Linked DNA regions of Mus musculus: regions 1, 2, 4, 5, 6 and 7 are each linked to region 3. The links are chromatin contacts, called in public HiCAR-type and promoter capture Hi-C maps. All regions are on one chromosome and are shown on one strand. Each heading gives the region's core, a stretch centred on a gene start, on an enhancer-like site or on the middle of the called end of the contact. The rest is flanking DNA. Distances are from core to core; before and after follow the strand shown.

Region 1 (3,914 bases), core at 923-3,422, 2.9 Mb after region 3:
TCTGCTTTTCCACTCAGCTGCTATAAATACTCATGGTGATGGTAAACATCAGAGCAGCTGCAAAACCAAACTACTACCAGCTCTTTACATTCCAGTTCTAAGAGGAAAAGAAACAAGGACAAGTATTAGATCCAAGGTTCTTTTTGGTTTTTAATATTTTGATACAAGGTTTCTCAATGTGGCCCTGGTTGTCCTAGAACTTGCTCTGCAGATTAAGTTGGCCTTAAACTCAGAGATCTGCCTGCCTCTGCCTCAGAAGTGCTAGGTCTGTAGTGATGGGACTAAAGAAGGGACAGGTAACTACTGCCTAGATTTTATAACTTACATATTCGTGGCTGTTTATGTACACAATCTGCTTCTTATCCACATTAATAATTATATCGCCTGTCAATTTAGTAATGAGTTTGCCTTCTAGTACCTAAAAATCAAGATGATCGACAGGCATGGCAGTAGTACATGCCTTTAATCCTGCACTTGGGAGGCAGGGACAAGCAGATCTCTGTAACTTCAAGGACAGCCTGGTCCACGGAGTTCGAGGCCAGACAAGGCTACACAGTAAGACCCTATCTCAAAAAAAGAAAAGGAAAGGAAAAGAAAGGGGGTGGGGAGGGCAGACTGAGCATTTTGGTAGCTTGAATTAATGCCCTATAATTTGGAACTTATTTTTTTAAAAAGTAGGTTAGAGCAAGCAAGCAGTCTAGACAGCCAGCCATTTCAAGGCTAACCTAGGTTGCACAGTTTAAGGCTATAACCAATAAACAAAAGAAAAACAAACTTGGCAGTTTTGTGAACTAGAAGTTCACATCAGCCTAACATAATGTCCAAACTCAACTACAATCTTTAAACATCCTTAGTTCCTTTCTGCCCGTCCTCCTCAACTGCTTAAACAGCACTATCTTTTTGCTCATTTTAGTTGCAGAACAAGGAAACTAAGTGGTTTAATAATGTTCAGAATGTTTTCTGCAGTGGAAAGTGTTAAGGAGTACTCCCTGCTCACCTGTGAGTCAGGTTGGAGACCAGCCACAAAGGTGTTTCTAAGGTTAACTCTTTAAAGCAAAAGAACCGGGGCACTAAGATTGGGTATGGTTGAAACGTTCGACGGTCAAATCTTCCAATTTAATTTGCTCTCCGACTGGGGCTCTCACACTAGATAGATACATGACAAAGCCAAGCCATTCATTGCACAATGTAGGCCAGCGCTTGCACCACGGAGGGAGGGCATCACGGAACTCTCCTAACGCATGCCATTTACCCCAGACAGAAAGGTGGGAGACACGTGCCTAGAACGGGGCCCGACTCCTTTTTCAAATGCCAAAGGACAGTTAGGTGTGGAGACCCAGCCACAAGAGAATGTGAGTAAAGGTGTCAATTCCGCCGCGCTAGGGTCAGATGTGGCTGAGGGAACAGAGGTGTCCCGCAGCACTTTCCCTAGATGGAACAGGGTCTCAACCCACACACAAAGAAGGCGCCACTGCCGCACTGCGCTCTGGTAGTCGTAGTAGTATCCCCAAAGCCAGTGACGGCCAAGACAGACAAGGTCCCGAAAAAAAGAACAGGCCCTTCTCCCCGGCCTCTTCCAGCTGCACACAAAGGACCGCGCCACCACCCCCTCACCCCTCCCGCCGGGACTTGTAGTTCCCTTTCCCCCGCCAAGCCGCAGAGGGGGAAGAGGACGGACTACAGCTCCCGGCAGCCTTCGCGCCCGAGCCCCGCACCCTCTGCCTCCATCTTGGCTGCGGTCGGAGTTTCCATTTTCGCTCCCTCCCCCCACTTCAGTCACCGACACCGACACCGACACCGCCGCTACCCGCACCCCCTGGCCTCACCTCCTCACTAAGGCTTCGCGGCCGGCCCTGAGGCCGAGACGGTTGAAGCCAGGGTGAAAAAGGGACGCCTGGAGTAGGAACTCACACTGAACTCTCCTCCATCCGGAATTCTAGGAGTGCCCACTCTGACACTCAGAGGTCCCTCCCGTTAACCTGAGTCTCCTCAGCTGTCTTTAACCTGGCTCGTTGCTACCCCCACTTTAACACTGAGGTCGTACTCACCCCAACAGCTCAGCGCCCCCTCTCCAGCGCCGCCATAAGCAGCACGGCCCGGTACGTAGGAATAAATCTCGCTTCTCTCGCGAGAGTTGCAGGCTCCGAGCGCGTGCACGGGAAGGTGGGGGGAGCGTGCTCTTAGTACGCTTGCGCGCGAGGGCTGAGTGACGCCAGCCGCTGACCTGCGTTTAGCCACACGCAAGCCGGTGACTCTTCTTCTCTACGTTCGCCCCTGGGTAGTGCCAGAAGCAATCTCTGCGTTTAGTGACTCTGCTGCGACGCTGGGGGCGGGGCGAAGGGTGAATTTAGGCGTTCACCCGGTGTTCGCGAGCCCGAAAGCTTTCAGCGACGAGGCTTGAGTAGGAAGGCCTTATGAAGTAGGAACAGTTCTGAGGGCAGATCCGGGAGTGTCGTGAATAAAAAGATTTCACTTTCCTCAGCCATAATCCAGGAGTCCAAATCGCAGTTTCTCTTTAGTCACGGGACAGGCTTTCTCCTGTCTCCTACATTAGAAGGGATTTCATTGCTTTAGAGAAAAGTTTTTAACAAAGTAATTTGTAAAGCTTTTGTCTTCCAGAAACTACATTGCTTGCGACAGACAAAAATAAGCGAGGCTGTATTATCAATAAAATCTAAAATTCCCCAAACCACTTTAACTGTCCGTTTCAGTTACCAGAAGATTTTTGTAGTGTGTCAGTCTGAATAAGTATTTAAAAGGCTGAAAGCAGGCTAAAAGCATAATTCACCTGACTGGAGTAGAGGAGTGGAATGGTTAGATCTAACCATTGCAAAGTTATTTAGGCTGCCCTGTCAATAATCTAGAAAACAATTACTTTACTTTTACTATCTTGTTGGTTTTTTATTTTTGTTTGTTTTTTGAGACAGGGTCTCACATGTAGCACATGCTGCCCTGGAACTCTGGGAAATCTGCCTGCTTCAGCCTAGTGGGATTAAAAGTGTGGACAACCATGCCCAACTTCAGTGGTCCTCTTAACCATTTTGGGTAAAGGGTAGCTCCCTGAGGACACTCCCATCTATTTCCTGCTTCTGTGGGAGAGGAGAACATTCTCATCCTGGTGTACTTTCCTTGCGGGGGAGAGACAGGGACTCACCCAGAACTTGCTGTGTAGATCTAGCTGGCCTAGAACTCATGAGATACCCCCCCCCCTTCTCCTGGCCTGGCATTAAAGGGGCGTGCCACCACAACCTGCCAAGTGTACTTCTTACCCATACTTTCAGTTGGTTATTCAGAGAAACTGCAGACCTCTGTAGACATAGGTAGGGCTTTCAGGGGAACAAATTACATGTAATAAAATAAAATAAGCAACAAATATGAATATTGTCCCCCCACTCTGTGTGTGTGTGTGTGTGTGTGTGTGTGTGTATTGGAGACCCCAGTATTGGAAAAGCCAGAGCCATGAGATACCTGCAAAGCTGAAAGGAGTTAAGATCTGAAGAGCCCTTTGACGTCAGACATGGAGATGAAGTTTGGAGTTTGCAAACTGGTTCTCAGTCTTGCTTTGCAGATTACAGTTAAGAGATTGCACAAATCTCAGAAAAGACTTTGAACTAAGTTGAGACAGTTAAATACTAGGGGGACTTTTATTTTTCCAGACAGAGTTTCTCTGTGTAACAGCCCTGGCTGTCCTGGAACTCACTTTGTAGACAAGGCTGACCTTCAATTCACAGAAATCCACTTACTTTCGTATACCATCACTCCTGGCCAAGTATGGGGACTTTTGAAATTGGACTGAATGCATTTCTGCATTATCATATGGCTGCAAGCCTTTGGGGGCCAGGAACTGGGATGTGGTAGTTTGAAAGAGAGTGGTTCCCCCTAAACTCTTAGGGAGTTGCACTATTAGAAGGTCT
Region 2 (3,809 bases), core at 173-2,672, 2.8 Mb before region 3:
GTTTTGTTTTTTGACCATTAAATGTCTTCAAGTAGAAGAATGGCACAATCTCATGGATGCATGCGTTTGGAAAGAAGATTTACAAAACAGTTCAACTGATTAGGAAGATAGACATTGCTGATAGCTGAGATAAAAAGTCCAATCTATGAGAGAAGGGGGCACAGGAAAGAAACGATTCGCTTTGGCTATGCAGAATTTAAAATACTTTTTATTGTGGTTTACTGTACCAATTCCCACAAAGAATTTATGAGTATGGAAGAATTATAATATCTACCTCTGAAATAGTACAACCAGCTAATTCAGCTTTTTATAAGAACTTGGTATTAAGGGTGCTCGCTGATAATAATAAGAGAACCACTTATTGAACAGCTTCGATGTGTCAGCAGCTGTGTTAACCATTTCATAAACTTTACCTCCTGAAGCATCATGACAGACCTTATTAGAGGAGGTCTCATTATCTGTGTTTTACAGCTGAGGAAGCTAAGGCTACAGAGGACAGACGCCTAACTGGTTCAAAATCAGTCAGTAGGAAGAGGCCCGAGCTGAAATTCAAACCCAGGTCTGGCTGGTGCTAACACTATCTCTATACAGTTTTCCATGACACACATATAGTGGTCACGGCCATCACCACAGAGATGCTGAAACTAGAATTTCTTTAACAGGTGCCCAATCCTGTAAAACATTAAAATTTCATCCCAGTGGAGAAATAGGCAGTGGCTATAGATAATGTAATGTAACCAACGTCATCAGCTTCACAGCAGAGACTCTAGTTTAAACATTTGATGAACAAGCTAAGATCTATTTTTTGGTGAACTTGATATGAAGGCATGAATAGAATGGGAATGCAAGCCGCCGGAGCGGATTAAATTCGCCATCTCTGCTTTTCCTGGGAACCAGCGATCCTGCAGTCAGAAGAAGTTTGCTTTCCCAACATCTGGAAACGCCAGAACTGTGTGTGACACTGCCTCAAGAACTGAGGCTCCTTGTTCAGACTTTCACACGGGACCCTCTGTTCCTTTCACACAGGCCTCTTTCTTTCTCACATCTGCCTCTTGGAAGACTTTCCCAGGGCGGGACTGAGCCTGCAGGGAAAGAGGCAGTGGACTGGGGCTCCTGGGTTCAAAGTCTGAACTAGACCCAGCTTGAACTCTGATGTTTATTGTCCCACTTTTCGCCATCTGAAGGAGAAATTCGAGGACAATAAGCTTCTAGTTGGCGGAGGATCTATCCGCAGCAGAGGAGAATCAAGCGCTACAGTCCGAGAGGCAAACCCCACACACAGATCTTTAGAAGGAGGGAGCCCTGGCTCGTCTAGCCCCGCCCTCCACCCGCCTAGCCCCGCCCCACCGGTGCCATTGGCCGGTCCAAAAAACGCGGGGCGTTGTCAGTTTGAATGGGCGAGCCTGGAGCTAGGCGCAGGCGCAGAGGAGTACAGGCGCTGAGGGAGCCTTGCTGGCGGTGAGACCCTCTGAGAGGCCAGGGGGAGGCCGAAGCTCTGGCCCACGTGACCTGCCGGGGGCGGGCGCCCGGGGCGCTCGCCAGCCTCCCGCGGTGCCCCTGCTTGGCTCGGCGTCGCCGCCGGGACCCGACTTGGGGAAGCGCCGCGGTTCCTAGTCTACGGCCAGAGGCGCTCATCCCTGCAGCGGTTCCTTGTTCTCAGGAGCCGCGGGCCGGAGGGAGGTGAGCGGAGCCTGAGGGGGTGACCCAGTGGGGTGTGTGGGGGCGTGGGGCGGGGGTCTCTGGACCACCGAGGCTCGACGGGCTCGGGTGACGCTGGGACCCGGGAGCTCCGTGGGGGGCTTCGCACCCGCACCATTTAGGCTGTTGTCCCCTAAGTGAGGGGAGACTGGGGATCGGGCTTCTGCAGACCTTGAAAATACTTGCTGGGATGCAGCGACTTCACGCGTTTTCCGAGCGTAACAGACGGTGGATACAAAGCCGAATCCCAGTGGATTCGAATCCCAGGCACGTCGCCGGCCCCGGGTCTCCACACCAGACACCTTTGTCAAGTCACATTTAAACTCCTGAACTTTTCGGATCCCAGACTTACTGGCAAGCGAAACTGATAGATCGTTGTAACCAGCTTTATAGCAAGCGTAACATGTTTGAGATCTTAGCCGGAAAGCTGTAAACTTAGTATCTTCAGATGAAAAGTGGAAAACGTAATTTCCTTGTATTTTAATGGTAAACAATTAGGTGGCTTTAACAAGTATCATTTGAACTCTGTTGAAACGAGTAATGATGGCAATGTTTATTTGCCTTAATGCATTATTTAAACGCCGGGTAGACTTAGAATAGGTAAGTTCTTGACTCTCCTCTCGGTGCTTTGTGTTGATTGGACTGCTGTGTGGTTTGTGTTGTAAGTTTTTGTCACCAGCGAAGCAGAATTTTCAGACTGCCTCTTTGGAAGGCTAAACTGAAGATTTTCCGGCTTGTTAGTAACCATCGTGATTGCTTCTGGTAAAGAGCACTTTTGCCTGGGGTTTCGACGTGCTAAGAGCAGAGATTCGTTCCGCCTAAGTTCAAAAGCGAAGGTTCCTGTCCTTTGACTTGAGGGCAGTGGGGGAGTTCAGGGATGCCCGGCCGGTTCTAGGCATTCATAGGCCCCTCTTGCAAACTATTTCTAACTTACAATTCGAGGATTGGACTGGTTATGAATTCAGAGACTGTGGAGTATTGTGGAAGCGTGTCCCACGGAAAAATAGTTTAGCTGAATTTTCAGTAGGTCAGACATACACTATTACAAGTATGTTTTGATGTAAACCTGAGATTTAATAGTAGGCTAGTTACAAAGGTAATGCACTATATATAGTGTGGCTCCCCACACCTCACCTCCTCTGTACTTGGGTTTGAACTCTAAACCATGTGAACACTAAGCAAGAGTTCTATCACTGAGGTAATTCCAGATTATTCATTTATTAATTAATTAATTCATTCATTCATTTATTTGAGACCTATTGTTGCTAAATGTTTAGGGCTGGCCTGGAACTTGGAATCCTCCTGTCTCAGCCCAGTAGCTGGGATTACAGCTACTGGGCTGTAATATGTGCACAAATTCCACCTGGTATGAAATGGCTGGCTGACTTTCTTCTTCCTTCCTTCCCTCCATTCATTCAGTGTAGTTTTGAGACAGGGTCTCAGATAGCTGAATTTGGCCTTGCACTCTTTGATTCTCTTTCTCCATCCTCCCAGTGCTGTGATTACAGGTGTGCACCATACATGCTTAGGGTCAAATCCAGGGCAGGTGTATGCCGAGCAAAACCAAACCACATCCTCAGCCTTCACCTTTCTTACCCATAAAGTACTCCAAGACTTACCTAAAAACAAACAAACAAACATACATACCCCCACCCTCACCCCACACACCTGTGGGCATTTGTTTTTAAAACTGTGTAATTAATAGGCTACTGGTGGGATTGAGACTACTCCCTAATCTCAAAGCACCAGCTACTGCACTTAAATGGCCATGTGTTTCTGAATCCCACTTGTGGCACATAATTCTACTTAAAACCACAATACAGTCGGTGGTTTGTTATGAAGTGTGGAGGGATCTATCTACCCTTGTAACGATGGTCTCGCTTTGTGTGTGTGTTCTAAAGCAAATAACACTTCCCATAGCTTTTAACCTTTCCAAAGACACAGAGCAAAGTTTACTTGAATCTGCAAGAATATAAATATAGTCTTCTCCACTGTTAGAAATGTGTTATAAACTCTGTTTTTGCACGGTTACAGAATTCCCTTTTATCCTGATGGTTGAACCCCAGTTCTTGCCCTCACCTGCTTCCTGCTCTGCTGAGCTACACCCCAGC
Region 3 (3,841 bases), core at 235-2,734:
GGGTTTTCCCTACTTCCCTACGTACCTATGGCTGGCCTGGAACTGGATATGGAGAACAGGCCGGCCTCCAACTCACAGAGCTCTGCCTGCGGCTGCTGGGATTACAGGCAGCACCTATACCCAGCTTCCACCAACTTATATAAATTCTGACTTTCTTTAATCTGCTTAATTCTGAGAACTCCATACACGCATACAATGTAGTCTGACTATATTCATCCCTAGCTTGTCCAACATTTACCCTCCATCACCTACCAACTTCATTTCTTTGTCTTTTTTAATGCCAAAGCCTACATTTCTCAGCCTGACACTCAAAGAAAGGTGGGATTAAGGACTGTCCAGTGACAGAGCAGTTGCCTAGCAAGGTGAGTCAATTCACAGCACATAGCAAACACAACAGCAAAAGAAAACAGGAGGCTAGGCACGGTGGCACACGTCTTTAATTACAGCACAGAGGAAGACTTCTGTGAGTTCAAGGCCAGCCTGGTCTACTTAGTTTCTGGGACAGCCAAGCCAATAAGGTAAACAACCCTGCTTCTAAATAATAAAACACCTTTTCCCATCCTACCCTGTACCCAACTCTTCAATTCCAGGGGAGGGGGATCACTCACCTGAATCAGAAGCCACTAGGATACCTTTGTCCCCCACCCAAGTGAGGTCAGCTACTCCAGCCTCGGTCTGGACGCCAGCAGAGCAGAAACCTTCGTTGGGGGCCGCACTAGGATCCTTGAAAAACCACAGAGAACCTACCCAGCAGCGACCACTCAGGCTGGAGACCCCGAGCAGAAGGGAACCATCTACGGTGGGGAGAGCAAAGTTATAAGGTGTCAGATGGAAGGCCTTGTTTCTATGGTAACCTCACAGAACCCCGTGGCGGGACCAGTCTGAATCTGAGATCGGATTTGTGGAGCTGAGCTGGGGCAGGGCCAGGACGCCAGGTATGGCCGAGGAGGGCCACACGGCGCTGGGAGGACTCGAGAGGGTCAGCACCGGGAGAGGGCACCCGAGACTGGGGGTAAAGGGGCTTCCAGGCCCCGGGATCTCGGCTCACCAGACCGGTACCGTGCAGCCTCCAATTGACGTTCCATGCATGCGGGCGCATTGGGGGGCAGGTTCCACTCGCGGGCCGCCGGGGGCACGAGCGGAGGAGGGGTGTCCTTCCGCATCTCCACGATTCCAAATCTAACCTAGACCCAGACTCGACGAGAGACCCTGACTCGGCGCCGGAGGGACCGCACACGTGGTGTACCTCTGCGCAACCGCCCCTCTCCGAGGGAATTCGCTCTACTTCTCGCGAGAATTGTGTCTACCCTTCCAGCCTGCTTTTCCGTCTCCTGTCCCCGCAGCGGGATTTTGTTTGTTTCCCTCCCTCAGCCCCACCCATTTTTTCTCCTCTTCTCGCGATAGTGGGGAGGGGGCGGGGAAAAAGCCGAGAACTTCCGAGAAAAAGCGAGCTGATCTCTTCTCGCGAGATGTGCGAGCGGCCATCTTGCTCCTGCCCCTGACAGGCTCGGGTCGGGGTCACAGGGACACGGAGCCCGCTGTCCCGCTCTTCGCAGACAATGCTGTCCCGGGTGGTGCTTTCTGCTGCCGCCACAGCGGGTGAGAGACGTAGAGCCTAGGTTAGCGTAGCAGGGTGACTAGGAAGAAGCCAGGCCGGGGAGGCGGGAAGCGGGTAGAGGACGGACTGCGGCGTTTGGGCCCGAGCTCACCCACGGGAGCGATCTGGAGAGCTCCCGGGCCGCCCAGCATCTCAGGGCGCGGCAGAGACGGATGCCAGGGCCGACACCCGGGAAGGTAGAAACGCGATTTCTCCTTGACTTTGCTAACCTCCGTCTTGTGTATTTCCAGCCCCGTGTCTGAAGAACGCGGCCGCCCTAGGTCCAGGGTGAGTGTCACCACGTCTTATTCTCTTTCCATTTCCTAGCGTCAAGCCAAAAATTGCTGTTTTCCTTCACGTTAGCCAGCTTGCATACTCATTCGGACGTTTGTTCTTCTAATTGCCTTGAACATGATCCTGTTCCTTCCTCTGACAAACACCAAAGAGAGGCTCACCCCTCGTTGTGACCTTCAGCGACACACAACCAAGTTACTGGCTTACTTACCCCCAAGGACAGATCTGGTTAAATACAGCAAAATAAAACCTATTGTTTTGGGTGTCTTCCAGATTTCCATCTTTTATTAACCATATCAGGAGGCCGAAAACACATATGGCTTCGTAAATGCTTGTGTTGATGATCACATAATGTGACAGTGGATAACTTTGTGGAGATCACAGTAACAACCCTAGTCCTAGAGACAGCTACACAGTAGCTCCATCCTCTAATCCGTCAGTAAGACTCAACTCGTGAGGATGCTTTGAGTCTGACTACTTTCACTACCATTGTTACAGCATGAAGCCGCTGCCCACAGTTCTGAAATGGACAATTTCACTAGGCTTTCAGTCTTAACATCTGTTTTTATCCCAATACAGTCCATTCTCAATGTAGCAGAGAGATCTTGGCAGTTCCCCCCACTTAAAACCCTTCAGAGCTCATATCCCTATTGCAATAAAATCTAAACATAGCAAAACCAAGAAAACCTGAATTAACCTCATCTGTGTCTTGGGTCTTTTTTTATGTACTGTTAATGCCAGCCCTGCTTTCTCCAAAGAATGTCAAACTCTTTTTTTTTTTTTTAATAATTTTATTTTTGTGTGCGTGTGTGCTTGCAGAGGCAGAGAAAAAGGTATTAGATCTGCAGCTGGAGTTAGAGGTTGCTGTGGGCAGCCCAGCATAGGTTCTGGGAACCAAATCTGGTCCTGTGAAGAGCAGTAAGCACTCTTGACCGTCTTTCAGCTTTAAGCTCTTTGGTTGTCATTCACCTTGTGGCTTGAGAGATGTGAGTATAGGTGAGGCATTAAGGAAAGATGAATGTAGAAAATTTGCAGGGGCTGGGTTAGCCCGTGCTGTTACTTGTTTTCTGTGGACAGAGGAGAGCCTGCTGAAGAGTTTTCAAGTCAGATCACGATTTAGAAGCATTGGCAGTAATATGAAAGAGCTATATTTAAGGAATATTTGACAAGAAGAGCCATCAGGTTTGGAGTTGTTAAAATAGTTTTAAGAAAATGAAAATAAAGGCTTCAACTGAGATGGTAGTTAAAAGTTCTAAAAATTCTCTCATGGTATGATCTAAACCAGTAGGATTCAGCCTTTAGCTGATTTTCCAGGTGACATTTGACAGTGTCTGAAAATGTTTTTGGTTGCTACCATTCAGCAGCTACAGGGATACTTCTAAACATGCACAGAAGAGCCATCTATCTGCAGCAAAGAACTATGCAGGCCAAATGTTAATCAGGTTGGAGCTGAGAAACCCTAATTTATATGAAAGGATCTCTACCATGGTTCTTCAGTTTCGAAGCTTGGTGGGGTCACTGATGTTTTAGAGGCATAAGGTGATACTCAGAAGGAGGACATAGGACTGAGAGAGTAGCTCAGTGATAGGAAATCCTGTAAAACTCTTAAAGTGCATGGAGTATAGAGATGTAGAGAGTAAAGGACATGTGAGATAGGAAGTGGGGAAGAATCACCCTCAGAACCTTAAGGAGACCTACCTTTGACTACAAATGTGAATGAAAAGCAAAGACTTTATCAGAAGCCTAATCAGACATCAGCCTGCTGTAATTACTCAAAAGAATACACCATAGACTGTTTTAATACAAATAATGTACAAGTCTATTATGCTGGTATAATATAATAGTTCAAGCTTAGAAGTGGAAGAGCAAGATCTAATAGTTATTTAAAAAACAAACACAAAATACTACTTGGAATTTAGAGCTCACCATCTCCCTTCCCCATATAACAAT
Region 4 (3,900 bases), core at 1,368-3,867, 2.9 Mb after region 3:
TCTTACTGTTACTCTGTAGCAGACCCCATTTCCCGAGTAGTACCGTGACAGTACACCACACACTCAGTGAAAATCAGATTCTTCTCTTTTTCTTTCTTTTGTTTTTTGAGACAGGGTTTCTCTGTGTAGCCCTGTCTGTCCTGGAACTCACTCTGTAAACCAGGCTGGCCTCGAACTTAGAAATCCGCCTGCCTTTGCCTCCTGAGTGCTGGGATTAAAGGTGTGCACCATCACTGCCTAGCAGATTCTTTTTAATATTTGGGGTTTAAAGATGGTCCATGGGCAAAGGCGCCTGCTAACTAAGCCAAGATGCCCAGGCCCTAAGGAGGGAGCTTTTATTAGCTGTCTTCTGCCTCCCATGGCACATATCTGCTGTTGCACTTGTTCTGGCCTCCACAAAACAAAACAAAACAAAACAATATCACCAAAATGTTAAAAAGTTGTATGTTTCCTAAGTCCATATACTTTAGTATAGTTTCAGAGCACATACAAATTTTTTGTTTCAGAAAATATCCCCAGTACCTGTAGAGGTTAATATCTGCAAATGATTTGCTATTATTGATGGCAAATACACAGAGGAACCCTTCGCCTGTCCTCATGTACTGGTCTCTCATGGCACTGTACTCCTCTTGTCCAGCTGTGTCCAGTATGTCCAGCAGGCAGGTCTCACCATCAATCACCACTTGCTTTCGGTAAGAATCCTGGGAATATGAAAGAGTGAGGAGGTGGTGGTGGGGGGGACAAGGACAGGCTCAATCTTTATTTAAAACCAGAGAAATGTAATTAACCAGGATGAATACGCCTACCTATGTGATTTACCCTCAACCCGCTAACAGTAGCATGAATAGCAAACAAACATACACATACATAATCACACGCATGCATGCACACATGACATAAGGGCAGGTGAATTTATATCTGTGAGTTCAAGTCTCAGGCCAGCCAGGGTAGTGCAGTGAGACCCTGTTTCAAAAAAAAACAAAACAAAAACAAAACCAGCCTGAGTTATGAGGTTAAGACAAAAACAAAAAACAAACAAACAATAACAACAACAACAACAAAAACAAAAAACCAAAGAAAACAAAACCACTAATAAAAAATAACAAAACCAGAAACATCTAGTATGGATTTATGGCCAAATTCTTATTTTTATTATATAATAGTCCAAACTTAGAAGACCTTATCTGTGGTTTTGGAAATGTGCTTATATTTTGTTTCATGAATATATTAAAATGTAACCTGTGTAGACATCTGAATTTAACTAACATTCCTGTGTGTTAGAACAGGTTTACACATGAAAAAAATATTTGGTTTTTGTAAACAGGGCCTCAGTAAGTAGTTCAGGCAAGCCTAGAAATTGAAACCTCCTCCCTCAGCCTCTTGAATGCTTACAAATTGGACTTATACATACCTGCACCATTAATCCCAGGGAAGTGATAGAAATTTAACGTCATATAGAAATATGAGACTTGTAAGGATTTAGGTGATTTTCCTCAATATCCGTAACTAAATTGTGAAGAAATTCCTAGATACAATGACTCAAAATCTCAACTTGTTTCTACCCCAACTCAATCTGGACTAGATCAAAAATGACAACTTCAGACTATCCAGAGCTCTGAGTTCTCTATCCTCACTGTATGATCGCCTACAATCTTTTTCCTTGTGACCTACGTTTCTATTAAAGAGCTGTGACATAAAGAAACAATGAAAACTGTGTTCTTTTAAAAGGAAATCCTCAGTAAGCACGAACTTGTTTACTGCTTTTTTGGAATACCTCCTTGCTTTCTCTTCTCTTTACTTTCAAAGAGCCGTTATGGGCAAGAGAAAGCCCAAAGTGAGGATAAGGGCCAGGCAGGGGCTGGGCCTCACCTCTATGGTGGGATCATATTCATCCACAAAGTGGTTCTGGATTAGCTGGATCGTCAAGGCGCTTTTCCCAACACCACCTGCTCCAACCACCACCAGTTTGTACTCAGTCATTTCACACCAGCAAAAACCTGTAGAAAAGCAGCAATTACGATTAAACTGGCAAACCAAACCTACAATACTTCAAGGGCTTCTATGAGTTTACCAAACTCTTCTGTTTCTAAGGCACCCATTCGATACACGTGGCCTTCCACTAAGTTCTCAAAGTGATTCAGAAACATAGCATTCCTTGCAGATGAGTGCGGGCCAGATTATTGGATTAAAGACCAGCGACTATTTTTTCAATCTACTCGGCCCCGCCCTCAGTTTACGGGAAAAGAACCCCCCTCTTCCAATTCCTGCAAACCCAAGCTCTGGGGTCCGCCTGGCACAACCACTTCCCGAAACTCCCCTTTCCGGCTCCGAAAATCACCCCAGAGCCAGCCAGAGTCCCCCACCCAAGCCTTTGTTTCAGCTCGCCAAGTCTCCGCGTCTCCCCGCCCCGCCAGGCGTTCACACGCTGAGAAGTCCGACGCCAGGCAGGCCGGAGCTTTACCTCAAACTCCGCAGACCCCGCCTCGGGAGGCTTTTGGACTTCAACCTGAGAAGCTGTTGGAGACCCCGAAACCGCCATGAACAGCCCCCGCCAGGGAGCGGCACTTCCGGCCCCACCCGCTACGTAATCACTAGGCGCCCAAGGCGCCCCAGTCCCCGCCCCAGCCACGTGGGCCGACGACTAGAGTCTTGCAGCCGGCCGCACCCAGTCCAGCCCCGCCCCGCCCCCATTTCAATAATGAAAGCGCTAGGTGCTAGTGTCTCAAAAATCAGTAAAACTTTATTCGCTTCCATTCTTTCGCCATTAACATAAAACCGGAGAAAGCAAAAATGTTTTGTGTTTACAAAGATAAACGGCCTCTTTACCCAGAGTTCAAAACCTCAAATGACAACGGGGAAGATGAAAGCGCCCTCCCCGACAACCCCTGAGCTGACCCTTGTCATTGTTAGACAAAAAGCCTTCACTCCACTTGCCAGGGACCCTGTTTGGGGCCAATTCAAGATGAAGGCCGAGAAATCAGGCCAATCCGTTCCCGTGATACAAAGTTGAACAGAAGCTACACCAAGGATCAAGTGCCTGTATTGAACAGGGCACTGGAACCACGGGGCTATTTATTAAAAAAAACAGGATTCATTTCAGGCACAACTTTTTTATTATTATTATTTTTTTGTTCATTTTGTTTTTAAATCAGTAAAAGAAACTGGGTCCTAGAAGCTGCAGTGATCTAAGCAGCAGCAATTTTGTGCATTCGTCTTTTGTTTAAATATGTTTAAATTATCACACTGCTGGCACACTTCATTTGCATGAAATTCTGCACCACACATACTAATTGTAGTAAAGTTATTTACCCCCCCCATCCCAGGAAGAAAAAAAAAAAAAAACTACTCGGGAAGATAATTTTCACTGAAATGTAATCAAACTTCGTTAAGTGGATTGTGACAAGATTATAAATGATATGAAAATAACATTTTAACATTTGGCCATCAACTTAAGAATATCGTTTGCTATATAAATTTTTGCAATTTTTAAAGGTAATATATTCTACCTTCATATGGTCCTCAGAATTAAAGCATAATGAACAGGGAAAAAATAGGAAAAGAATGCAGCTGAGTGTTAAGTCATGAAGGTAGAGTATATACTGACTAGAGTGCAGAATTTCATAGGGCCAACAAAGTAACAGTCTGCATTGTTCACTTACACAGGCCAAGTGGAATTTGCAATTACCAGTTGCGTTAAATGCACCAAATAAAGCTCCTAAATTGACACTATAAGGCGCCACCTTTAAGTTTTCCAGGCTGCAACTGTGCATAATTTTAAAATGGTTTCTTAAATTTATTTATTTTTTTCTTTAAACATAACACGAGGAAGGTGTTAAAACTGGTGTAATAGCTCAATAGAATAAGTATTCCAGATTTTGGGAGGGATGAAGAGAAAGATAT
Region 5 (3,912 bases), core at 502-3,001, 2.7 Mb before region 3:
ACCACGGGCAACCACGTGACTTTCTCCAATAGTGACCAGCAGGTGAAGAGTTAACCAAGACTACAGAATGAATAAAATGATGGAAGGCAAAAAAAAAAAAAAAAAAAAGGGGGGGGGGAGGCAGCCAGAGTTAGATTCCACACCAGAATGAGCTGGGAAGTCAAAAAGGGGGGGGGGGGGGCTATGGAAGAAACCAAAACCACAATCAATTGGAAATTCAATCCCTCCTGTCAGAGGCCGGTGGTCATCTAAGACTAGAACTCTTTGAAAACAACAACACTTAGAACTGATCCCACACTTCCTCCAAAGTTGCAATCTGGACCTGCTTCGAGCTTATTTTAAAGACAAGTCTCTGAGATAGGGCCAGCCAGTGCTACATAGACTGACTCGGAAAAACAAAAACATCACAAAAATCTTCCTATGTTGCCTCAGTTTATGAAAAAAACCTGCGTTACTCTATGACTTGTCGGTGGACACCAGTTAGTTTGTATCATTTTCTCATTGCCTCAACTACAACACATGTACTCCAGTGCGCACAATAATAGTATATAAAAAAACATACTCATACAATAATAGAGGACATTTTGTTACTGAAACATATGCTCCTTTAATCCTTACAAAAACTCTTGGAAAGGGCACCACTGTCTCAATCCCAGAAAAAACGGGTAACATGCCCATGGCCTCTGAGCTCTGAGAGGTTCCTTGGAGGTTAGGGTTCAAAAGCGGGTGAGGAAACTCTGCTGGGTCTTATCACACAGGTGGGAAAACCAGAAAAGGGGCTTCTCACAGGGGCGGCCTCTGGCTTAGCTCTTAAGATGTGCAGGCTGATTGACAGCCACGAAATGGAAACCCTCAAGAAAGTCACTGATTTCAAAGAATCAGAGGTCTAACCAACCAGCCAAGCAGGACTAACCGGGTTAAGGGAAGTCAAATTCTCGGTTATCTTAGAAGCGGGAAGTCGCTATTTAGCTCACGCGTGTTCTTGTCCTTTCCTGGCAATTGAGGTTGTTTTTTTCTGTTTGTTTGTTTGTTTGTTTTTCGAAACGAGGTTTCTCGGTGTATCCTGGAAACGCTGTAGACCAGGCAGGCCTCGAACTCAGAGATCCGCCTGCCTTTGCCTCCGGAGTGCTGGGATTAAAGGGTGCCCACCGCCCACCAGACAATTTTCATTTCCAATATGTGCCCAGACAACGCTGAGAAGAGCACTTTTATAATCAGTATCATGGAGAAAACCTGACGTTTTGCACCTAATTATAAACCCACAGACTTACAGCATCAACTAACTTAATATACTCAAATTAAATTTGGAGTTTCATACCATTACTCCAACAAATCCAATATATATATATAATTTTTTGGCCGTCAGTATTTGTTGCAGATTCTGCCAAGGTTTCAGATAACACAAGCAAGGATGCTCTTGCCCCAGGGTGGGCCGCTCGGTATATTCGCAGGGTTAGCCGAGACAAGGGGAATGACTGGCGGGCGCTGTCTACCCGCGTAAGACGGAACAGGGAATCGCCACGGGCCCAGGCCCCGGCACCTCTCACGCTGCCGCGCCGCCTCCCACGCAGACCCGCGGGCCGCCCCGACACACCGAAGAGCGCCCACTCACGTCGAGGGTCCTGCCTGCTCTTTCAGAGGGACCCGGGCCAGCCCGGCCGCGGAAGACGCCGAGCCGCCTACCTCAAACACGGTGCACTCGGACTGGAGTCCCGAGCGGACTCATCGACTCGCTCGGCCCGCAGCTGTGCGGCCTTCCCGCGCGCGTTGCTGATTGGCTGCGCCGCGGGGGCGGAGGCGGGGGCGGGACCAGGCCGCGCTCCTCTGCTCTGAAGTAAGGGCTTTTCAATTACCCAACCACCAGTTCAGTTCAGACGGTCGTGGCTAAAGGAGCCAAGTACGTCTAAATAAGTAAATAAGTAATAAGTAAATAAGGAAAGAAAAGAAAGAAAGAAAGAAAGAAAGAAAGAAAGAAAGAAAGAAAGAAAGAAAGAAAGAAAGAAAGAAAGAAAGAAAGAAAGAAAGAAAGAAAAAGAGAGAGAGAGAGAGAGAGAGAGAGAGAGAAAGAAAGAGGGGGGAGGGAGGGAGAGAAGGAGAGAGAGAGAGATAGAGAGAGAGATCTACTTCGAACATAACTTTCTAAGTGGAAGATAATGGTTAACTAGTACTATATATAGTGAGGGAGGCAAATGGGAGTTTGGACGTAAGGTTTGTTTTGTGTTTATCTTCAACTTCTGGCTTTGCAGTTTCCAAAGTGTCCAAAGAGGAACCCCACCCCAGAAATGAATACAAAAACTAACTGGCAATGAGACACTGTTAGTATTTAATTTGGTATTCTTGGGTATACATACATCATTTACAACTTTTTAAGATTTGTAGTCGTTTTAGATTTATTTCATATGTATGAGTGCTTTGCTTCATATAGTATGTGTTCCACGTGCGTGTCTAGTACATACAGGGGTCAGAAGAGGGGGTTGGATCCCCCTAGATAGGAAGTCCCAGATAATTGTGGCACCAACACGTATTTTCTTTTTAATTCTGATTGTGTTTCTGCATATGAATGCAGTTGCCAGCAGAGGTCAGAGCTGCAGTTGCCAGCAGAGCATCAGGTACCTGAGATGCAGAGTTATCGGTGATCTTGAGCCACAAAACTCGGTTGCTGGAAACCGAACTTGAGTTCTTTTAACAGCTAAGCCACTTCTCCAGCCCCATTGCTACTGTGGCTGGTAGCCTTTCAGATGTAGATGATAAGATCCTACTGCTGTAGCAACCATGTGTGTACAGAAGTCAAGATGGAACTGGACTGAATGCTTACTCTGGAAGGTTAGCTTTCATAACATAAGGATGCCTTATGGAAGAAGTCACCAGCAGTCTTGCCCTGCTGTGACCTTGTATGTTACCCGGCTGCCCTCCCAGGCAAGATGTACCCACATTTGCAATAGTGGCAAACTGTTAAGTGGGTAGCCATCTTCTTTCCAGCTTGATTTGAGGCCCACTCCATAGGAGGGGATTCATGTCCGGCACAGTAGACCTGATCAAATCTGCGTCTGGGAGGTCAATGCCCTAGGGGGGAAGCTACTGTTCTTTTGCTGACTAAATGTATCATACATATCAAGCAGCCTTCCAAATATTTATGTTTACCCAAACATTAGTACTGCCTTCAGCTTTGGGCAAAGAAGCTTCATTTTGCAGTAGTAGTGCTTAATACAGAGACTCATAACTGCTCAAAGTGCTGAGAATAAGTGGCTTGAATGCTCAGCCCTAAATGAAACATCTAACTTGCTCCTTCCAAAACTCAAAGAACATCATTTGGTGGGTTGGGGGGTGGGGGTGGTAATGGTAGAATCTGAGAGCCAGAGGAAGGGTAGAAAGGTAGGCGTGTTGTGGACTCTTGTCTCCCTGGCACGACATGAACTCACTAGTAGCTAAGAACTGTTACAAGGCAGTATCTGTCTTGACGTTGTGAACATGACATGTGAACATGGAACAGGGCTATGGGCAGTTAATGATTGCTTGAGGAGAGGAGGTATTTTCTTCAATGGTATAGCAACTAATTAAGTTGCCAATCTATACTGTAAATAACCTTTCACCTTTGCTCACGTAACCAACCCTAATTAAACTTATATTAGCTGAGTCTCCACTCTTCTTTTTAATAGCATGCATTAATTATAGATAATGGTTTCATCGTATTTTCATGTTTATAATGTATTTTGATCAAACCCACTTATTATAACCCTCTTTTGTCCCCTTCCCCCTCCTCCTGACCCACTTTCCACATCAGTTCTTGTACAGTCACATTTTATTTGTGTGACTCAATAGGTTTAATTATGGATGCTTACACATGAGCATGGATAAGGAGGAGAGATTATGAAGTTAAGGTTATCCTTGGATATAGGGATTTGGGGCCACCAA
Region 6 (3,813 bases), core at 1,083-3,582, 2.8 Mb after region 3:
AAAGACTTTTAAAAGATTAATTATTTCATGTATGTGAGTACACTGTCGCAGTCTTTCCACACACCAGAAGAGGGCATCGGATCTGCATTACAGATGGTTGTGAGCCACCATGTGGCTGCTGGGATTTGAACTCAGGACCTCTGCAAGAGCAGTCAGTGCTCTTAACCGATGAGCCACCTCAGCAGCCCTTTAGGCAACTTTTTAAAAAGCTGATAAGCAGTGCTGGAGAGATGGCTTAGCAGTTAAGAGCAGTGACTGCTTTTCCAGAGGTCCTGAGTTCAATTCCCAGTAGCCACATGGTGGCTTACAACCATCCATAAAGAGATCTGACACCTTCTTCTGGTGTGTCTGAAGACAGCTACAGTGTACTTATGTATAACAATAAATAAATCTTTTTTTTTGTTTTTTTTTGTTTTTTTTTTCCAAGACAGGGTTTCTCTGTGTAGCCCTGGCTGTCCTGGAACTCACTTTGTAGACCTTTGCTGGCCTCGAACTCAGAAATCTGCCTGCCTCTGCCTCGTGCGCCACTACGACCGGCTGGTACTCTCTTTTTATTCTCACTTCCTACCCACAGCAGCAAACACAAACACTCTTCCAACCACTGGCAAAGCAGCTGTTACCATAGCTCAACCTCATCTTACCGTTTCATGCTGAGTAATTCAATCGGTTGTCGAGCAGCGAGTCTTTCAAATTCATTTCTCATTATGTCTGTCTGATGCACAAACACCACAAAGAATTAGTAACAGAATCATGCTGAAAATAATGAATGCAGTTTACTGAGATTTTATACTTTGTACTACACATTATAGCGAATCTTTTCCCTTCTCAATCACTACTCAAAAAAAAAAAAAAAAAAAAAAGGATGCTAATATTTGAACCCAGGGCCACTGACACATCCCCCAGTTGAGGTTAATTCTATCTAGAATCTGAAGAAATAGGCATATTCTTTAATTCCATATTCTGCCCAGGCATGAAAGGAGGTGGACATAGAAGAGTCCACCTCTCAAGGATTAACCCTAAACCAGCAGTTTTCAATGCCCTGTAGTCAGCCAGCTGTGGAACTCTGAAAACAGCTTTAATCCCAGCCCCACGTCACGTTGTAATTCACAACACACAACAGTCTTGAATCATTTCAGGAAGTCTCCGCTGCTGCATGACGAACTGACACAGTGTAAACTGTTTGGGTACAGTGTAAATGGTGAAGTCACATGATGTAACATGGACCAGAGCTTAGATCTGGGACTTGAGTTTTCAATTAATTTCTGGGTTAGTACTTTTTACTCTTGCCAAATTTCTTGCAGCTCCCACATCAGTTATGAAACCCCCACTGAGGAGTCACAACCCAGTTTAAAAACCTGGCATCTAGATCCGAAGTATCACACATCCCTGCGCATGGAGCAGTCTCCTTTCAGCCTGAAAGTGCTTCTAACAACATCTAAGTGGTGTTTTTTGGTTGCACTTGTAGAATAACCACTTAAAAACAGCATGCAGTTAGACATGCTTGTTCAGGCATTCATACACCTGTTAACTATCTGAGACTTGGTACAAAAGAATCTCCCTCCAGGGGTGGCAAAGAGTACAGGTACTTAAGATTATAAATATTAAAATCTCGTGAGTGATACCTGTTCTTGAGTGGACCTTAGAGAATAAAGGGCCCTTTTGTGAAATGTACCATGACTCTTCTACACACACACACACACACACACGGAGGTGCACACTATTAAACAAATCTGCAGAAACTAATGGAGCATTTCGCAGGTTCTTGTAGTACGAAGCCCGTGACATGCGCATCTGGCGGTTTCAAACCGACTCACACCTACATGGCACTCAGTACGAGCTGCAGGCACCAGCTAACTTGGAAGGTGGAGTTCACTTTACACAGCTAAAGCCCTCACTCCCGTATCAAAGTCCGCAAGCCTCCTGGCTTACTTCAAAGGCACACTTACTTCAAAGGCAGAATAATCCGGGGCCGTCAGGTAGCTCAGGTAGTTCTTGGTAGGTCGGTATCTGCGCGTCTCCTCCTCCACCAGGGCCGCCGCCTAAGAACGAGAACAGGCCAGGGTCGCGGCGGGAAAGGGCGGCGTGCCTTCGGCGGACCCGCCGCACATGACCCGCACTCACCGCTTCCCGCACGCCGGGTGCCTCATAGCCTTGGTCAAAATATGGTAGCGCATCTACCACCACCTCTCCGGCTACCAAGCCCGTGCCCGCCATCGCGCGGCACTAGGCTTCAAGAGCGCCTTCTGAGTCTGCGCAGCCTCGGTTCTAATTCCACTGCGCCTGCGCCTGGAATGACGTCACACACGCCGCTGCCTTTGGGGCTTCGATTCGGGCGCACGCGCAGTTGGTAATTATAGCCACTAGGCTCTAAGCCTAAGCATCACGTGCTGGCGTGCCGGGGTGCCTTTCTTTGTATGGGTGCCGTTTTTTTTTTTTTTTTTTTTGAAGGAGTGGGTAGGGCAGACTTCGGAAGAGGTGGTTGCTGGACTTGGCTGGAGGGGAGAAATATATTTTCCACATCCTTTAACCTTCCATTGTTTAGACTCACATAGTGCTGGGCTTCTAGCGCTCCCTTGCTTTATCCTCATTTCGCAGCCGGTCCCTTAAGAATGTTCTTTTATAGAAACTAGAAATGTGCGCCTATTTTCCAATTAAATTTTTAGATCCAACAACCTGAGGGGTGCGGCTCAATGGCAAAACCAGGTCAGTCCGCAGCACTGCAAACACCTCATCCCTTCCATGACTGTAATTATAACTATAAAATGCCTCATTTTAGAAGCTCTGCCTTGGAGTGGAGGCAACTCAGGGGAGAGCTAGAAGCCCAGAAAAAGGGAAACTCACAGGAATATGCTAGGGTGACCATAAGACTTGAAGCAACAGGGGATATAGGACCTGAAATGGCCACCTCCTGGAACCAGGCAAGACTTCCAATGGATTGATGGGGACACCAATCTACCCACAAAACCAAAATTTGTCCTGCTTACAAGATGTGTGGGGATAAAGATGGACTAGAAACTGAGGGGATGATCAAGGCCCAACTTGAGACTCATCCCATGAGAGCAAGCCCACCCCTGACACTATTAATGTTTTGCTACACTTCCAGACAGGAGAGGCTTCGCCCAACAGCTGCTGGAAACAGATGGAAAGATCCACAGCCAAACATTAGGCAGAGCTCTGGGAATCTTGTGGAAGAAGGGGAGGAAGGAATGAAGGAACCAGAAGGGTCAAGGACACCACAAAAAAAGCCATACAGAATCAACTAACCTGGTCCCGCAGGGGTTCACAGAGACTGATCCACCAACCAAAGAGGCTGCAATGGACAGTCCTGGATCCTTACACACATGTAACAGATATGCAGCTTCTGTGGGACCCCTAACAGCTGGAGCAGGGGCTGTCTCTGACTCTGCCTTTGGACCCCCTTCCCCTAACTGGGCAGCCTTGTCTAGCCTCAACAGAAGATAGGCCTAGTCTTACTGCAACTTGCTATGCCAAGGCTGATATCCACGGGAGGCCTCCCCTTCTCTGAGGAGAAAGGGAGAAGATGGGGAAAGGAGAGAAGAGAGGGAGTAGGAGGATAGGTGGGAGGGAAGGCTGTGATCAGATAAAATAATGAGAAAATCTTGCTATTTTTTGTCTTTAGGGCCTATACAAAACCCAATCATTTTTGCCTTTAGGATTTGTGGTAATAAAATATTACTCCACGTTGCCTCTCAACCCCTCAGGCTGTAGTTAGCATACATTCTTTGTAAAATATCTTCCAGACTAAGAGGTAATGAAAAAAAGATTGTGAGACTATATAAGCTATCCAGTGTA
Region 7 (3,923 bases), core at 1,083-3,582, 3.0 Mb before region 3:
GAAAAAGGAAAAGGAAAAGGAAGGAAGGAAGAAGGAAGGAATGTGGAGGAGAAACACTTGCAGCAGCAGCTGTCAGTTGGCAAAGAGAGATTGGAATCCCTTCCCCTCCCCCACCAAGGGAACAGCAAAAGGAGCATGTGTGACAAAAGTCAGTCAAATAGAACCCCAAAATGACAGCTAGTATGTAATTGTCCTACAAAGTGTCACAGTCACTCATGGCCGAGCAATTTGGGAACTTTCTCTCAGCTCACCAGTCCACTCCCATTAAGAGAAAGGGCTTGCCCTTTCTAATATTCTATTTCTATTTCAACCACGTGTCAATGGTCAGATTCTTGGAGGTAGGATACAAGAACCTGGATACTTCAGCAAGGAGCCCTTCGTCACTTGCAAAATGCTGATTTTCGATTCCTATGCAGGACTGCATATGGAACTGACTTCCCTCTGAGGACTGATCAACAGGAGTCAGCATCAGGGTGAACTGGTTTCTACTCATTGCCCATCCCTCCCCCCCCCAGTGCCCCCCCCCCCCCCTCAGTCTCCCGTTTCAGTCTCTGTATGTGCTGCTGAAACTAAGATCTGCTCGGAAACTTCCGAACCCAAAAGTTTCCAGGAAAGGACGACAGTATGCGACCAACGATTGGAGTTTGGCGATTCGCACGGCAGGCTGCTCACCTCATGGCATTCAGGAGCAGAGGAGCACTAATGGAATTATTCTGGCCATTGCTGAAGAATGGACTGAAGCCAGAAATAATGCAAGCAATACAAAGTAGACGTCAAGGTCATATTTAAAATTATGCATATGAACTATTTTTCTTTTTTCCAGTGATAGGGCTGAAACTCTTGCTTGCTAATGAAGTCTCTACCTTTGAGGAACATCCTCAGCCCCTAATGCTCATATCCATGAATGAGCACAGGAAAACACGTTTCTGTTGGGATTAAACCAACGTTGCCCATGCTAGCTAGGCACCTCGTCTACCATTAAACTACACCAATAGCCTGATTTTTTTTTAAGTCAGATTATTATACCAGTCTAGTCTTGGCCTCTTGATTGTTCTGCCTCAGTCTCTGGAATGTAAATTTCCTTTCAGACGTAGCCATCAAAACCAACCTAGCCTGATTTAAATACACACACACTATAAGGATGTGGGGTAGCCTTTGGTAAGCATTAAGTTCCTAATGTTTCATCCACACATTACAGACATTTTATTGCCACTACTCCCCACGAAGCACAGCTCCCAGCTTCTTGCCAACTGTGCTATTTTCCATCTCTAAGCCTGATTTTGCTTTCTATGCTTAAGCCATTCTTTGCTCAAATCAGGCTTATTAGATGGTAAATAGTAGATGATGGTCAAAGGCTCCAGCAGCCTCTTAACTCTCAAACACTATTAATCTTAAATTATTAGTACCTTTGAGAACAGATACCCTGATTACTTTCCCACCTTTTCTCCATCTCCATTCCTCACTCCCTTTTCTAAGGCCTAGCCCAGTGCAGCGGTACCATAGAACTAGCATCTCACTACATGTGGTAGCTCAGGACCCAAAATCCCAGTATCTCGAAGGCTGTGGCGTAAAGATTGTCTTGTGTTTGAGGCCAGCCTGAGCTACATGCTAGCCTCAGCTATAGTGTGAGACCCTAATTGAAAATTAAAAAAAAAAAAAAAAAAAAAAAAAAGGTGAGTCAATGGAAGCACTCCACGTAGGGTAGCAGATTTTATGTTTTTTGTTATTTTGAGATTGGATGTCTATGGAACTTGGCTTCAGAATCACAGACCCGTCTGCCCCTTCCTCCCCAGCACTGGAAATAAAGCGGGCGCCACCACACCCAGTTGAGAGTACTTTCTTTAAAGCTCACAACCCAGTTAAAATATTATCCTAATCTTAGGAGAAAAAAAATTTGGGGCCGTCTACGACTTCCGGTAGGACACTATTACCTCTGCGAAAGCCTCAAGGACTCTATCGGAGTCAATTCCCTGACTCTAGTCCTTTCTGGAGAATCTAACAAAATTAACTCATGAGACTTCGACCGCTCCGCAGGAGCAGTCACGCATCCGTCCAGAACACAAGTGTCACGAGACCCTCTTCCTGCCTCGAGAAAAATCAAGCAACGGATGCAAACTCTAAAACATAGCAACTGTGTCCAGACCCCCTTCCCCCTGGGCCAAAGTCCCAGGAGGAAGCCACCAGCCCGGCACACAGACCACCGGAGCCGAGCCAACACGCAACGACCTCGCGCAACCAGGAAGAGGAATAGCCTGCACACACGGGCGGCTCTGATTGGCCACGGCCTTAGCTCGAACGCCCGGGCGTATGGCGTCACTTCCGCTGGCCCCGCCATCTTGTTCCCAGGGGCAGTTGGCGGAAGAGATCGAGCTCCTCTGCTGCCCGTTCTGCTTTGCGTCCGGAGTTCTCCCCGCCTCGTTTTTGGCGTCCGTCTCGGGCCCGGGCTCCCGTGTGTCGGCGTCCCAGTTGCAGTTTCCCGCTCGGCTGGGGCACAACGCGGCGGGCTCCTTGCCCCGACGGCCTTCCATGGAGTAGGTCCGGGACCGTTGTCCCGAAGAGCGCGATCGAGCTTGGCCTCCCTCCTCCCGCCCGCCCTCCTTCCTTCCTGCCGCGGCACCATGGCCAACAACAGCCCCGCGCTGACCGGCAACTCGCAACCGCAGCACCAGGCGGCCGCGGCCGTGACCCAGCAGCAGCAGCAATGTGGCGGCGGCGGCGGCGCCACCAAGCCGGCGGTGTCGGGCAAGCAGGGCAATGTGCTGCCGCTGTGGGGCAACGAGAAGACCATGAACCTCAACCCCATGATCCTCACCAACATCCTGTCGTCGCCTTACTTCAAAGTGCAGCTCTACGAGCTCAAGACCTACCACGAGGTGGTGGACGAGATCTACTTTAAGGTACGCATCCTCTAGGCCGCGTGTCGGGGGTAAGTTCGCCAGAGCGGGGTGTCGGATACCGTGGATGCACCCCCTTTCCCTCCCTCCTGAGACCCGCGGATTTGGGGGAGGGGGAAAGTTGGCGGAGGGAGAAGTGAAGCTTGGGGCTGGTTTGGGACGGGTCGGGCTAGGGCCGCCCTCTTTTTTTCCTTTTCAGGTTTTGTTTTTTTTGTTTTGTTTTAATAGCCGGGCGAGCCCGCCACAATCGATCTTTAACCTACCCCAACCTCCTGCCTATCCCTAGGGAGCTGTTGGGCAAGAACTCTAGGGGAGAGGAGAAAAGTAATACCAGAAGCCTGTCCAAGTTCACCATTTTTTAAAAAAATGACTCCTTTTTACCTGTGTCGACTAAGCACTAACTCGGTGCTTCTGCCGCTGCCCCCCGGGCCAGCGGAATTACTGAAGTAATTACTTCAATGTCGGCCTCGTGCTCTTCGTTAAGCTCTCCAATCCCGACAGAAATTGGCCAGTGAGTGTGTCGGGTGGGCCGGGAGGGTTGAGGGTGGCGTGGAGTGCCAGGGCAAAAGAGGTGTACAGAAGGCCTGGAAATTTTTCCCAGCAGGAAGTCAGGAGTCGAAGGTGTCAGCCACCTGTGCGTTGGGCATAATTAGAATGCTCTGGGCCCTGGGCTTCTTTCTGCGGCAGGGTCGGTGCTGGCTTGGCTGTGCTGGGGAGCTCACCTGGCGCCTCCTCACTGCACTCTTGTCTCAGTTCTTGTTTCGTTAGCAGGATTGACTCAGTCTTGCAGCGAGGCTCGGAGCAGCCCAGGGTCGCAGGTAGAGGTATGCACTATTAATCATGCTCAATCGCCAATAAATGCATTTCCCTGGTTAAATGAATGGCTAATTAGGTTTATTTTTACCGGTTTGGTGTTGGGCCATTGATTTTGGTCTCACTAACTAGAGTCTCCACTTCCCTACAAATTAGGTAGTTTAAAAAATAACCTTCCAGGCCTCCGAGGTTAATTTATATTTTAATGAGTATTAA

The links. Promoter capture Hi-C pulls out the DNA fragments that hold promoters and counts their contacts. HiCAR-type assays count read pairs that join an accessible place to other places. Capture Hi-C pulls out chosen DNA fragments and counts their contacts.
Region 1: a contact with region 3 is called in a promoter capture Hi-C map of liver, with 5 times the contacts expected there. The contact joins the promoter of Csde1 here to the promoter of Atp5pb in region 3. A contact is called at or near these places in 2 of 39 promoter capture datasets (hippocampal neurons and liver), 1 of 484 Hi-C or Micro-C datasets (granulocyte-monocyte progenitors), 1 of 115 datasets of contacts at active chromatin or transcription factors (astrocytes) and 1 of 9 other capture datasets (liver).
Region 2: a contact with region 3 is called in a HiCAR-type map of astrocytes, with 3 times the contacts expected there. The contact joins the promoter of Gpsm2 here to the promoter of Atp5pb in region 3. A contact is called at or near these places in 1 of 39 promoter capture datasets (pre-B cells) and 1 of 115 datasets of contacts at active chromatin or transcription factors (astrocytes).
Region 4: a contact with region 3 is called in a promoter capture Hi-C map of adipose tissue, with 3 times the contacts expected there. The contact joins the promoter of Nras here to the promoter of Atp5pb in region 3. A contact is called at or near these places in 3 of 39 promoter capture datasets (hippocampal neurons, liver and pre-B cells), 2 of 115 datasets of contacts at active chromatin or transcription factors (astrocytes and epiblast stem cells) and 1 of 9 other capture datasets (adipose tissue).
Region 5: a contact with region 3 is called in a promoter capture Hi-C map of liver, with 4 times the contacts expected there. The contact joins the promoter of Clcc1 here to the promoter of Atp5pb in region 3. A contact is called at or near these places in 2 of 39 promoter capture datasets (both in liver).
Region 6: a promoter capture Hi-C map of adipose tissue shows a contact between it and region 3, with 5 times the contacts expected there. The contact joins the promoter of Bcas2 here to the promoter of Atp5pb in region 3. A contact is called at or near these places in 1 of 39 promoter capture datasets (hippocampal neurons), 1 of 484 Hi-C or Micro-C datasets (muscle stem cells) and 2 of 9 other capture datasets (adipose tissue and liver).
Region 7: a contact with region 3 is called in a promoter capture Hi-C map of liver, with 5 times the contacts expected there. The contact joins the promoter of Prpf38b here to the promoter of Atp5pb in region 3. A contact is called at or near these places in 3 of 39 promoter capture datasets (liver and pre-B cells) and 1 of 9 other capture datasets (adipose tissue).

The regions. Positions count from the first base shown.
Region 1 is chr3:103,018,804-103,022,717 of GRCm38.p6, reverse strand. Csde1 (cold shock domain containing E1, RNA binding) reads right to left here and starts at 2,172. Exons shown (of 19, transcript NM_001161854.2): 1 at 2,049-2,172.
Region 2 is chr3:108,719,912-108,723,720 of GRCm38.p6, reverse strand. Gpsm2 (G-protein signalling modulator 2 (AGS3-like, C. elegans)) reads left to right here and starts at 1,422. Exons shown (of 15, transcript NM_029522.2): 1 at 1,422-1,680.
Region 3 is chr3:105,956,906-105,960,746 of GRCm38.p6, reverse strand. It overlaps Atp5pb (ATP synthase peripheral stalk-membrane subunit b), which reads left to right and starts at 1,484. Exons shown (of 7, transcript NM_009725.5): 1 at 1,484-1,599; 2 at 1,849-1,885. The coding sequence starts at 1,560. It overlaps Wdr77 (WD repeat domain 77), which reads right to left and starts at 1,249. Exons shown (of 10, transcript NM_027432.3): 1 at 1,049-1,249; 2 at 609-794. The coding sequence starts at 1,163.
Region 4 is chr3:103,057,002-103,060,901 of GRCm38.p6, reverse strand. Nras (neuroblastoma ras oncogene) reads right to left here and starts at 2,617. Exons shown (of 7, transcript NM_010937.2): 1 at 2,462-2,617; 2 at 1,870-1,997; 3 at 523-701. The coding sequence starts at 1,980. Csde1 (cold shock domain containing E1, RNA binding) reads right to left here. Exons shown (of 19, transcript NM_001161854.2): 19 at 2,716-3,900.
Region 5 is chr3:108,651,752-108,655,663 of GRCm38.p6, reverse strand. Clcc1 (chloride channel CLIC-like 1) reads right to left here and starts at 1,751. Exons shown (of 12, transcript NM_145543.2): 1 at 1,684-1,751.
Region 6 is chr3:103,170,174-103,173,986 of GRCm38.p6, reverse strand. Bcas2 (breast carcinoma amplified sequence 2) reads right to left here and starts at 2,332. Exons shown (of 7, transcript NM_026602.4): 1 at 2,122-2,332; 2 at 1,947-2,039; 3 at 642-712. The coding sequence starts at 2,214.
Region 7 is chr3:108,910,138-108,914,060 of GRCm38.p6, reverse strand. It overlaps Prpf38b (PRP38 pre-mRNA processing factor 38 (yeast) domain containing B), which reads left to right and starts at 2,332. Exons shown (of 6, transcript NM_025845.3): 1 at 2,332-2,897. The coding sequence starts at 2,619.